Regions from separate parts of the Mus musculus genome. Here all the other regions are linked to region 1. Evidence: chromatin contacts called from public Hi-C data. All regions are on one chromosome and are shown on one strand. The core of a region is the stretch at or near the end of the contact, and the rest is flanking DNA. Distances in the headings are between cores, read along the strand shown. Region 1 overlaps Efcab11 (EF-hand calcium binding domain 11). Region 2 overlaps Gm26839 (predicted gene, 26839). Region 3 has its middle 19 kb from the start of Gm26839. Region 4 overlaps Gm19951 (predicted gene, 19951).

Region 1 (2,700 bases), core at 82-2,581:
CCCTTTTTAAAGACTATATTCCATTGCTTCCCTCCAAGCAAAGTGGAATCTCTGGTGTCTGGTGGGTCATATTCCTCGCCAAGCTGAATTGAACACTCCGAAGCGTGGCAGTGAGGGAAGGGACCGTGGAGATATTTTAATGTCACTGGTCATATTTACATCTCCTTAGCATATGACTTAATGAGACCTAATGTGCACATGTTTGTTTCTGTAAAGAAGCAGCCAGGCTCTATCCGGGTTTCAGTCTCGGAGAGGCTAGTGAAAGGTCTGAATCCCGTTTTCCTCCTGGTTTCTAATTGGTCCCTGTGAGGGAAGCCAATTACTTAAATGAAATGGGCTTCAAAGGCTGGGGACGAAGAGTAGTTAGCCCTGGCTTGCAGGTTCGCCTTTCCTTGGCTACAGAAAAAAATAAGCAAATGTCAACTTTCATGTGAACACTTGGAACAAGGAGGTGCCGTGGAGGGTGACAGGACCCAGCCTCCCCGGATGCCCCAGGCTGGCAGCTCACTCAGTGCTGGGGTGAGCTGGGGGAGCTCCCAGCTCCAGCTTGTTCAGGAGTGTGGCTTTAACTGTGTGGCCTGGTTTATCTTGAGGTACGCTTATAAATGCTATAGCACGCTTACTACAGGCTGGTTCAAATTTTTCCCACTTGGTAGAAACAAAGGAAGTAGAACCTCTAGCGAAGAATGGGTTGCTTTCTGGATGTTTGGGAGGTTGACTCTAAGTGGTAGCTTAAGTTCCTTCCCAGGCTAGTCCACGGGACAACTTTTAAGCCTTTGTGTGACTAACTTTAAACCTGTGGATTCTAACAGTGTTAAAGAAAGAATGGGGGGGGTGGAACAGGACACTTTTCTCTGCTTTTCTGAACCAGGATCAGCCTTAGGGGGTGGGGTGTCCTCCTCCCTCAGAGGTCCCTAGAATTACAGAGCATCATTGAAGATACCTGCCACTTCTTCCCTTTCTCCAACCTGTCCAGGCTCTCGTTCCTCAGTGGAGCTAGTCTCAATGTTAGTATTTTGATTTAACTGTTTCATACAAACACATAAATAAACAGTTCCTCAGGTTCTACCAGAGACATGTGCATTATTTAAATAAAATGCTTAATCATGTGCTTATTGAGTCATGCAAGCACAGAGAGAATCAAAGAATAATGTGAACGAGGCACAGATCACAAGTTTGGAGCCAGCTCGGGCCAGATAGTGAGATCCCATCTCAAAACAAACCAGGCCATGCAGGGGAAGTTCTTTAGAAGCCACAGTCACAGAGCTGTTGGCCGAAAACACTGACAGGGAGCCTGCTGCCTTGAGAGTCCCCAGCCAGCTCTGCCAGTCACCACTTCCTCCTTTGTGTTGTTTATGGCCCTTTAGGTCTCAGAAAATGCCCCATGGCAGCATCATTGTGCTGGCAGCAGTCTGGACTCCCGGTAGTGGGGAGGCCTCTAGAGGACTGGGTATTGCCCTGAGTTCTACATAAGTCACAGAGCATCAAAGGTAAGGGAGACATTGTCTGTCAAAGACACAGGTGCTGGCCTGAAGGAGAAGGCTGAGGCAAGGAACCAAATAGAGGAAAATTCTAGGGATTGTTGAGCAATTCAACCCCACAAATTGGTGATGAAAGCAAGTAGATCAGATTCCCCACTTCACACTTAAGTTCACAGCCCAGGGGGAAAATTGACCTGGGGTGAGAATCATTATGGGTGGTCTCTACCTGCCAGCCTCCAGAGCCAATTGTGAGTGAGCAAACCAGGGAACCTGAGGTCAGTGTGCCTTCTCTAGGGTGCCGTGGTGTAGCAGAGACCTGGATAAGGCTTGGAGAAATAGTGGGAACAATGAACTGAGCCTGGGGCAGGCTTCTCAAGAGACTTGAGTTGTGTGTGAGACTCTGGGGGGAAGCACCCTCCTGTGCCTTCAGGGAATTGCTAGGAAGACTTGGAAGAGGAGATACTGTCTACAGGAGGGAGACCCTGAGAAGACAGACACAGCTGTCCTGTAGGCCTCCTAGACCACCACAAGGGTTTTATCCCCAGCGTGTGGGACTTGATCTTAAGAATCTTAAACCAGAGAGACGGTTTATACTGTGTGGCCCTGACCATTGGATTAGCTGGGGTTGAGAGCTACAGGATCTTCGTGCGGGTGGTTGAGATCTGAGGGAGACCAGAAGGGGCCATTATCCCACCATGCCATTTGGGGTATGTTCTATTTTAGATATATTTCTGATTATCACTTACACCACGAATGAACTTCTATGATTGAAAACTCCATCTCTTTTGAAACTCAAGTCTACTAACAGCCTGGCAGAATTGTAGCCTGGATAACATTTTGAAGAACCTTCCTTTTCAAATTAGGTGCCCCTTCCCTTTCTCCATGCCTCTGTCCCCATCAGACTACTGGATGGTTCACCCGTCATTCTCTAACAACACCTGCTTTCAAAAGTGGCTCTGTCCAATGTGACCTATATGAACTTGATGCAATTTTGAGCCAGCTTGTCACCTTCCTGAGTATAACATGTGGTCAGTTTAACTTTATTCACCTTAAGTGAGAAAAGGCGTCTGTTGGCTCTGTCTGCTGAATCGTCCAGACTAGCTTTGGCTGTAATTCCACCGGGCTTCCTTCTTTCAGCCTTAGCCTCACTGTGATCTTGGACCAACTCCCCCCGAGGCTGTCACGGTGCCTGCAGCAGCTCTAGGCCTCCACTCACAAT
Region 2 (2,700 bases), core at 190-2,689, 180 kb after region 1:
ATAAATGAACACCAAGTCCAGAGAGAACCAGGTTTGCGCATCAGCCCTAAAGCCCTGTGCTGTACCCTCCTTCCCTGCTGTTTAGCCACCCAGGATACCGAATACTGTTCCGGTTTACCAAGGGAAGCCTTTTTAAAAGGTTTTGGCCTTTCTTCTGAAGCTGCGGGGGGGTGGGGGGGGCACCACTGAGGATTGCAAAGGGAAGCACATAGTGTCCCCTCGTTTGTCTTCTGTGATCCAACTCCTGTCTGGACTGTCCAGCTGCTTAAAACACTGTCAGTGCCCTGTCACATGGGTTCCAAAAATAGCCCCTCCAGGAGACAAATGACGTGACCTTGGGTGCTGGCTATGCTCTGGATACGCTACTGGTGGGAGGATTCTGTCCATTGGGACTTTTTCCCTTCAGACTCAGGGATGTGGCTGGAGGCCATGCTGTCCTCAGCCTGTCTGTCTACTCTTAGGTTGGACAGTCTTAGAGTCTCTCTTCCATCTCCTCTTAAACTTGTATTTTCCAGAACAGCACCTAGATTTCTAGCAAGCAAACAGTACCTCCAGGCGTTCTGACGCAGGAGCTCTCACAGGGCATTAGCTGCCTTTGTATCACACTATTGTAACACTTGCTTCACTCCGCACTTTATGGCAAGCTGCCTTTCTACATCCTAGATTTTATACTTCTTCTTCTTCTTCTTCTTCTTTTAATACAAATGCTTTATTTAACAATTGTAGGTCATTCCATGGGCTAAATCGTGGATATCCAGAACCCAGCATCAAGCACAACCTTCGAGCTTCTCTTTCTGACTCCAATAGGGTGAGCATGTCACCCTCTCGAAGGGGGCCTTTGACATTTTGGATGATAGGGCGGCTGGTGTCACCCATAAATTCCACTCACACCTGCGTGCACTGTCCCTGCGAACCAATCCTGCCCAGCACTTTGGTTACCCTAGCCAGCTTGATGGGCTGCACGCGACTCGTGTCCATGATGGCGCTGATCTGGCGGAAAGATTTTACACTTCTTAAAACGAACATTCTCTTTCCATTTTCCTCTCCTCCCAGCTCAGGCCTTGCCCGTATCAACCGTTTCATAGTCACAGATCAACTGGCTTCAGTGGATGAACCGTTATCAAGCAAGAAGGAATTTTTTTTTTCTGCTCTGATTCGAGGGTCTGGTTGAACCTCAGGAGGAGACATGGGAAAGGCTGAGTAAGGGTCAGGGGATGCGACCTTTCCTTCTGACAGTTTGTCTGAATGTTTTCTCTCTCCCTTTATTACTGGGGATCAAAAGGAAGGAAGGAAGGAAGTGGTACGCGTGTGCCTTACAGGGCTTCTGCCAAGATCGATACTTTCTGTTTACAGATGATTTCCTTTCCATTTCTGTAGCGTTCTTACAAAGGGGAAAAAGAAGAAAAGAAGAAGAAGAAGTAAAGAGAAACTTGCAGCTGGGGAGAAGTCATTGGGAATTAAATGAATTTGTTGACCAGATTTTTTTTTTTTGACTAGCTAACACCATTCTATTTTCCCAATATCATTTTTTTAACTTTACTCATGTGACCCCACATTTTTCTTTTAAGGCTAGATATCTAAAAAAGAAGAAGAAAGAAAAAAGAAAAACAAAAAACTCATCTATTTTTGAGTTGAGTTGGTGTTTGCATGCGGGCACGTGGCTCTAGTAGATGCAGTTTACCACCATTATGCAATAAGTCTTTCACTTCTGCAGAAACACGAGGTCTATTTTTGCAGTTCCCACTCCTTGTGCTGAATGTAAAAGCCCCAGAAGGAGAGTGTTAAGAAAGTAAGGATTTATGCACCAGGCACACTCCCTCCGGGGCTGAGCCGAATACTTCCTTCTCCACGGTTTTGCAGGTGGTGTGGGTGGTGGAAGAATATTGAACTTATGCTGGGCTCCACTTTTCTAATTAGAACCTGAATCTTTGCCTCCTTGACCCAAAGGATGTCAAAGAAGGACACATTGAAGGCTCAATGGTTTGAATTCCTGTAAAATAGAAAATTTTGTTTCTCCCTCCTTTTTTTCTGTCCATATTCCTGAAGATTAAAACCAAACTTATTTTTCTTCCATTGGCTGCAGTGGTGGTTCTCTGTGTGTGTGTGTGTGTGTGTGCGCGCGCGCGCGTGTGCGTGTGCGCATTAGGCATCTTCCTCTGTCACTGCTTGCCTTAATTTCTGATGCAGATCTGTCAGTGAAGCTGAAGTTCCATCCGTTCAGCTAGACTGGCTGGAGTAGACCCCAGGGAGCACGGTGGCTCTGCTGCCCCAGCACTGGGATCATAAGTGTGTGCTGCCACACCCAGCTTTCTACAGGAATCCTTGGGATCCAAACTCTGTTCTTCATGCTTGCACAAAAGCACTTCGCTGAGCTACTTTTTAACCTCTCTTTGGGCTGCTTTTGATGACAGCTTCAGAAGGCTGAGCTTATTTCTAAAACAAAAACAAAAAAACCCTCACATTTTTTAACAAGTGGTTTTGAATTGCTGTGTTGTGTTTCTTTGAACTTTCTTCAAAAACCTGAAGGCCTGAGATTAGAATAATGGAGCCCAGACCCTTCTATGGCGTCTGCCATTTTTCTGATTTACTCAGGTGCTTAAACCTTAGGTTAAGCCTTATGAGTCTCCATCTGAGAGAAGAAAAGAGTGCTCAATTGCAAAGTAGTTAGTGATCTGGCAACGCCTCAAGGACGGTGCTGTC
Region 3 (2,700 bases), core at 10-2,509, 250 kb after region 1:
GACTTTAGGTTTTGCTTAAGCAGGCAGACCTTCTACCTCCAGGCCAGAGTTTAGCAAATCTACAACCAAGGCGCTCGCCAGCTCTGAAGGAGTCCCAGGGCTGCAGGACATCTCAGCTTGACTGGACCCCGGCTGCTGGCCTCAGTGTCCCCCAAGTTAACGCATTAATCCCTTTGTTGTTAGGCTCCCCGTTGCCAGTGCTTCATTTTTATGTTCTGTTGCTTAGAAAACGACAGTGACATATGGACGGAAGTTAAATTGTTGGAATCATATTCTGTTTTCTTTTCGCTGAGTGGTTTTCTTTCTCCCATGCCATGTACTATGGATGGGAAAGTCCCCTGACATTGCTGTAACTCTGATCTATTATCCACCTGCTAGGATGTAAACACTGTGCATGTGGCAAATCGCTTTATATGCCAATAAAGCCTGTGTTTTGGAAAAATGTCGGACTGTTTGTATCCAAAACATTGTTTGGAATCAAGTTCTCTAAAACAGGCAAATTAAGAATAGGAAGTGATATCCTGAATAGCATCATTAAAATTCCAGGAAAGGACAGACATCTTGCAAATGCAAGATGTGGTGAGGCTATAATTAGGCAGCAACCACACCACTGGTCTGCTTGAGAATACTGCTTCTCCTTAGACTCTGTTCCTGTCTGACCAAGAAGAGTCACTGTAAGGATGATCCAACAGGCAGGGCTAGCCTTCTCAAAGGCTACTACACCAGGCCCTTCACTACTGTGGCTTTTTCTTTTATAAAATAGGGGATAGAATTTTGTACAAAAGAGCAGAGTATAGCATTTTAAAATAAACTAGAGGAAGAGAAGGAGGCATACGGCTTGTCATATAGAGCTTGTCAGGTTTTTTTCTCCACTCCAAAACTTCCCAGACATGTATTAGTATACACACACACACACAAAATCTGTCTTATTTACTAAATCTCAGGGCATCAATGACATACAGGACCTGACAGACTGACATCATAGTGAGTTCCATCTTGCTGATGCCGTGAGGTACTGAGTGTCCCTGCCCCAGTGAGCATTTGTTCCTTTCTCTCTTTAGCATCAAATAGCACAAAGGAAAGAGTCAAGAACTAATAATTTTCCTATGGGCACCGTGGTCTTTAAGTGTGTATTTTTAGCAGAGGGCGTCCTTTGTTGTGGTTAGGTTGACCAAACATTCTGCTTTGTTTGTGGTGCTTCTGGTCTGTGCCCGCAGACGCAGTGAGGTCCCCACTGATGTCTATTTTTATCTCCCATCAGCGTCCTCATTTGCATGATAAGTTTTGCTCACCTAGCTAGCTCGCTCGCTCGCTCGCGTGGGCTGTCAGTGTGTCTAACATTAGCAGATGTAGTTTGTTCAGGTCTCCTCTTCTGCAGAGAAAAGTTGCTTACAATCAAAAAGAAGAAACAAAACAAAACCGGAGTCCTGGAGATCCATCAAGGCATTGAGGAACAAGGTTGAAGGTGAAAACCCACAGAAGGGAAGCTGAGCCTCTGGGCCTGTTTCCTGTTACTAGTGTGACTTTGTTAACCAATATCCATAATTCATATATCCAGAGGGCTAAAATGTAAGACAAACAATTGACCTTTTGGAATACTTGCTGCGGTTAAATCCCAGGAGAGCATGCTTTCTGGGGTGATAGAAACGACCTAAGATTGGATTCAGAGAAGGCTATGATGGTATGATTGGATTCATGAAAACCATTAAATGAATCCTTGTAGTTGGTGACTTTAATGGCGTGTAAATGGCTTCTTGTACTCCAAGGAAGTGTTTTCGGAGGCGAAATGGATGGATTCAATAAAGGGGATGCCAGTGAAGAGAGAATTGGTGACTTAGAAGATGGAGCAGAAGGAAATAAAGCCCAAGGCTGGAGTGTACTTCTGTGGGGCCCTGGAGTCTGTCCTCAGTGCCAAAGTAATAATGAGATAGCAACAAGAACAGTGACACCGGGAGGTGGCAGCACAGACAATAAACAAGATCATGAAGACATAAAATGTGGTAGGAATACCCCACAGATATGTAACTGTATATTCATCAAGAGAGAGAAAATGAGACAGAAGAGGTGTTTGTGGGGGGCAGTGTTTCAGGTTTTGTTGTTTCTGTTCTATTTTGTTTTGTTTTGTTTTGTTTTGAAGCAAGCTCTCCCACCGTAGCCCTGGCTGGCCTAGAATTCTCTATGTACAACAAGCTGGACTGAATTCACAGAGGTCCACCTGTTTCTGCCTCCCGAATGCCAGGATTAAATGCACGTGCCCCCATGCCCAGCTTCAAGTTTCTGTAACCCTTATTTATTTACTGTGGGTGTATGTGTGCGTAGGGAGGGGCACATGCTGTGACTGTGTGTGAAGGTCAGAGGGCACTTTATGAGATTTGGCTTTCTCCTTAAACCATGTGGGCCCTTGGGATTGAACTAAAGTTGTCAGGCTTGGCAATGTGCAACTTGACCTGCTGAGCCATCTCACAGGCCCAGAGAATGTTGGGGAAGCCCTAAGATATGGAACAGTGTACATACATATATACATATATATGTGCTCGTGCACACATACTCTAGCATTGTACAATTCTGAAAACAAACAGTAGTTAGAGTTAGGACCAGCAACTATTTGCCTTAATGGAGCCACCATGAGACTGACAGCAGAGTGTCTTAATGGAAACAATAAGGATCAGGTGGAAGTGGAACTTTTTGTGTGTCATTGCT
Region 4 (2,700 bases), core at 38-2,537, 140 kb after region 1:
ACCTGATAATTATCTGCTGGATTTTGACTAGATAGGATGTACATTTGGACTTAAAATATAGACTTTAGGCTGCAGAGAAGGCTCCAAAAAGAGCTTGTCACATAAGCAAGAAGAGACTGGAGAGTTGGGATCTCCAGGTTCCACATTAATCCTGGCGTCCCTCCTGTAACTCCAGCTTAGAAGGCTGAGATGGAAACTCCAGAGCAGGCTATCCAGCAAGACTATCTGTATCTGTGTGCTCTGGGTTTGATTGAGAGACCCTGCCTCAAAAGAAAAGGAAGGAAAGGGACAAGAATGATTCCTGACATCAGCCTATGGCCTTACACATAAATGTGTGCCCCACACATGTACACATGTACACACACATACACACATATAAGAAAAAGAAAAATATGTAGACTTTTTCAATGAGCTTAAAATGCCCAGGTGCTTCTGGCATCAGTGTCCTGAAGCCACAGGCATCAACCATTGGAAGAAAACCAAAGTCAAGAAAGGACATCTAAGAGTAGAAAGAGAACTTTCAAGGGCTGACAGGGTTCCACGGCTGTCTCAAGAACAACCTCTCTGTGTGGGCTAGGAGACACTGGGTCTCTAAAGTGCACGAGGACCTCAGCTGGACCCCTAGAATCCATGTTAAAAATAAAATCGAGATGCAGTGGTTTATGCTTGTAATCCTGACACTGGGGAAACAGGGACATCAGAACCCTGAAGCTCACTGGCCAGCCAACCGAGCCTACTTAGTGAGTTTCAATCAGTGAGGGACTTTGTTGAAACATATTTTTGACTATCTACCTAAAAATACTTATAGTACATATGAGGAGGGGGGAGGAAGAGGAGGGGGAAGGGAGGGAGGAAGACAGGGAGGGAGAGAAGGGACGGAGAGAGAGAGAGATGAATTTTTCCCACTATCTGAGCTGACAATGCTCACTCCGAGAGCCATAGAGCACCTAACAAAACCTCCAACACCAGGCATGATAAGCCTTCTTCTGCGTTGTTGGACAGAGGTGTCCATAGAACTCCTAAAACGTTATAGGACGTTGCTACTGCCCATTCTTACATTCTTACCCCCTGGATACGGAAAGTGTGGCTGAAGAAACCGTGCATTTCTGTCCTGACCCGCAGGACTCAGTTATTCGTGGGATCCGAGGGGGACCATGACTGAAAGAGAAACAAGGGAGAAAGAAGGAGCGAGACTAAGCAATGGTTGTCAAGGTCTGTTTATTGTGAGCAAGGTTACAGAATATAAGCAGTAAGAAGGAGGAAGTAAAGAGGGAGAACCTTGCCTGTGCCTCAGCCTGGGGGGAGGGGTAGTTCTGCTTAACTGCCTGGGAACGTAGTATCTACTCTTAGCTCAGGGAACATTCTGTGGTTTTCCTCAGAAAGTTTGCAGATACTATTATCTGATCTTGATATTCTGTCAGCTGTCATTTCAAAAGGTCAGAAGTTTCTCAAGAAGGGAGGGGAACTTTGGCTTATGGCTCAGTGTCAGTCTCCAACATTTCCCTCTCTTTTATATTATAGATGGAGCATCTGTCTTAGGCTACATGATGTGCATCCACAACCAGCACCCGACATGGTTGGGTCTGAGGGTAGAGTCTCTGTCTTAGGCTATGCAAATGGCCTCCATACCCAGCACTGTCAATTCAGAGTGGGCTCCTGGATCATGGACTCGCAATAATCCTGTCATTGAGATGCTCTACAGCCTATCATGGGTGTGCCTCCTGGTATGTGGCATCATGCTATTCCTGTCATTGATGTCTCCATAGCTTACCAAAGCACCCTTGGTCGGGGCCTGGGTCTAGGACTGTGAAATCTAGGCCTACCGAAGGGGTGCCTGGGGGCTCAGCATAAGTATCTTGGCCAATGTCTCAGACTTCAAGGTGACACTGGCTTCTTAAAGGCGACACTGGCTTCTTAAAGGCTGCATCTATTTCTGATTTTACCAAATCTGTGACCTTCCTAAATGCCCAGGGTCCAAAAGAGATAAGTAAAAGAAATCCTATCCGGGGCAAGGAGGGGAAGGAGGTAAGGCAACACTCCATTCCAGACACTCCACATGGGATTGGCGAAGAGTTCTTGACGTCTTTTTTCTAGGTCTTCTTGGTGTTTTCTGATTCTGTCTCCGACGATCCCAGACTTGTTTGTATAGAAACAGCATTTTTCCTGTAAAGCTAAGCAGATACCTCCCTTGTCTGCAGTTAGTAAATCAAGGCCTCGTCTATTTTGTAGGACCACTTTTGCCAGGGAATCCACTTGATCTTGAAGATCTTTTACTGACCCTATAAATGATAAACCATATTAACGTCATCAATCAACTGTTGGGACAGCTCATTGTAAGTATCTAGAGCCACCCCATCTCCAGCAGAGCCAGTAGCCAGTGCCCCAGATATCCCTAATCCAACCAAAAGTGGGATAAGCTGAACAGCTCCTTTATGTCTGGGGGACAAACATAGCAAAACTGGGCAGAGGAACAGGCTCGTCTCCTCGTATAATCTCTATATCTGGCGAAAGTAAGGCCGGCACACAGGAACCAGTCCAATTTACAGGGAGAAAGGGGGAAGCCACGTTATCACCGCATACATACACTTTTCCCCCCGCACCCAAACAGCCTGAGGCAGAGAAGGTAACATAACTGGTGCATGAGATAAACATGGCTAGGCCAAGATCTGCATCAAAGGAATCATTCTTAAAAGAGCTATA

The links. Hi-C and Micro-C count contacts between places; a contact is called where the count stands out from the background.
Region 2: a contact with region 1 is called in a Hi-C map of bone marrow-derived macrophages, with 26 read pairs. The contact joins two enhancer-like sites. A contact is called at or near these places in 3 of 484 Hi-C or Micro-C datasets (CD8 T cells, bone marrow-derived macrophages and nephron progenitors).
Region 3: a contact with region 1 is called in a Hi-C map of bone marrow-derived macrophages, with 21 read pairs. The contact joins two enhancer-like sites.
Region 4: a contact with region 1 is called in a Hi-C map of bone marrow-derived macrophages, with 3 times the contacts expected there. The contact joins two enhancer-like sites. A contact is called at or near these places in 2 of 15 datasets of contacts at CTCF or cohesin (large pre-B cells and pro-B cells), 11 of 484 Hi-C or Micro-C datasets (B cells, the G1E-ER4 cell line, bone marrow-derived macrophages and 6 more), 7 of 115 datasets of contacts at active chromatin or transcription factors (T-cell acute lymphoblastic leukemia, bone marrow-derived macrophages, embryonic stem cells and 4 more) and 1 of 9 other capture datasets (liver).

Annotation. Positions count from the first base shown.
Region 1 is chr12:99,788,387-99,791,086 of GRCm38.p6, reverse strand. All of the region lies in intron 5 of Efcab11 (EF-hand calcium binding domain 11), which reads left to right. Among named protein-coding and RNA genes, the nearest start is that of Efcab11, 94 kb to the left of the region's middle. Within about 2 kb of position 1,331, at least 98 of the 459 cell types and tissues checked have an H3K27ac peak or open chromatin away from gene starts, as enhancers often do. A contact at or near this core is called in B cells, bone marrow-derived macrophages, centrocytes and 2 more, where this site is marked.
Region 2 is chr12:99,607,505-99,610,204 of GRCm38.p6, reverse strand. All of the region lies in intron 2 of Gm26839 (predicted gene, 26839), which reads right to left. Gm35644 (a long non-coding RNA gene) reads left to right here. Exons shown (of 4, transcript XR_001780667.2): 4 at 1-109. Among named protein-coding and RNA genes, the nearest start is that of Gm35644, 11 kb to the left of the region's middle. Within about 2 kb of position 1,439, at least 31 of the 459 cell types and tissues checked have an H3K27ac peak or open chromatin away from gene starts, as enhancers often do. A contact at or near this core is called in bone marrow-derived macrophages, where this site is marked.
Region 3 is chr12:99,543,245-99,545,944 of GRCm38.p6, reverse strand. It overlaps a transcript of Foxn3 not described here. Among named protein-coding and RNA genes, the nearest start is that of Gm26839, 19 kb to the left of the region's middle. Within about 2 kb of position 1,259, at least 35 of the 459 cell types and tissues checked have an H3K27ac peak or open chromatin away from gene starts, as enhancers often do. A contact at or near this core is called in bone marrow-derived macrophages, where this site is marked.
Region 4 is chr12:99,645,723-99,648,422 of GRCm38.p6, reverse strand. It overlaps Gm19951 (predicted gene, 19951), which reads right to left. Exons shown (of 2, transcript NR_166738.1): 2 at 1,202-2,279. Among named protein-coding and RNA genes, the nearest start is that of Gm19951, 4.0 kb to the right of the region's middle. Within about 2 kb of position 1,287, at least 65 of the 459 cell types and tissues checked have an H3K27ac peak or open chromatin away from gene starts, as enhancers often do. A contact at or near this core is called in B cells, bone marrow-derived macrophages, centrocytes and 2 more, where this site is marked.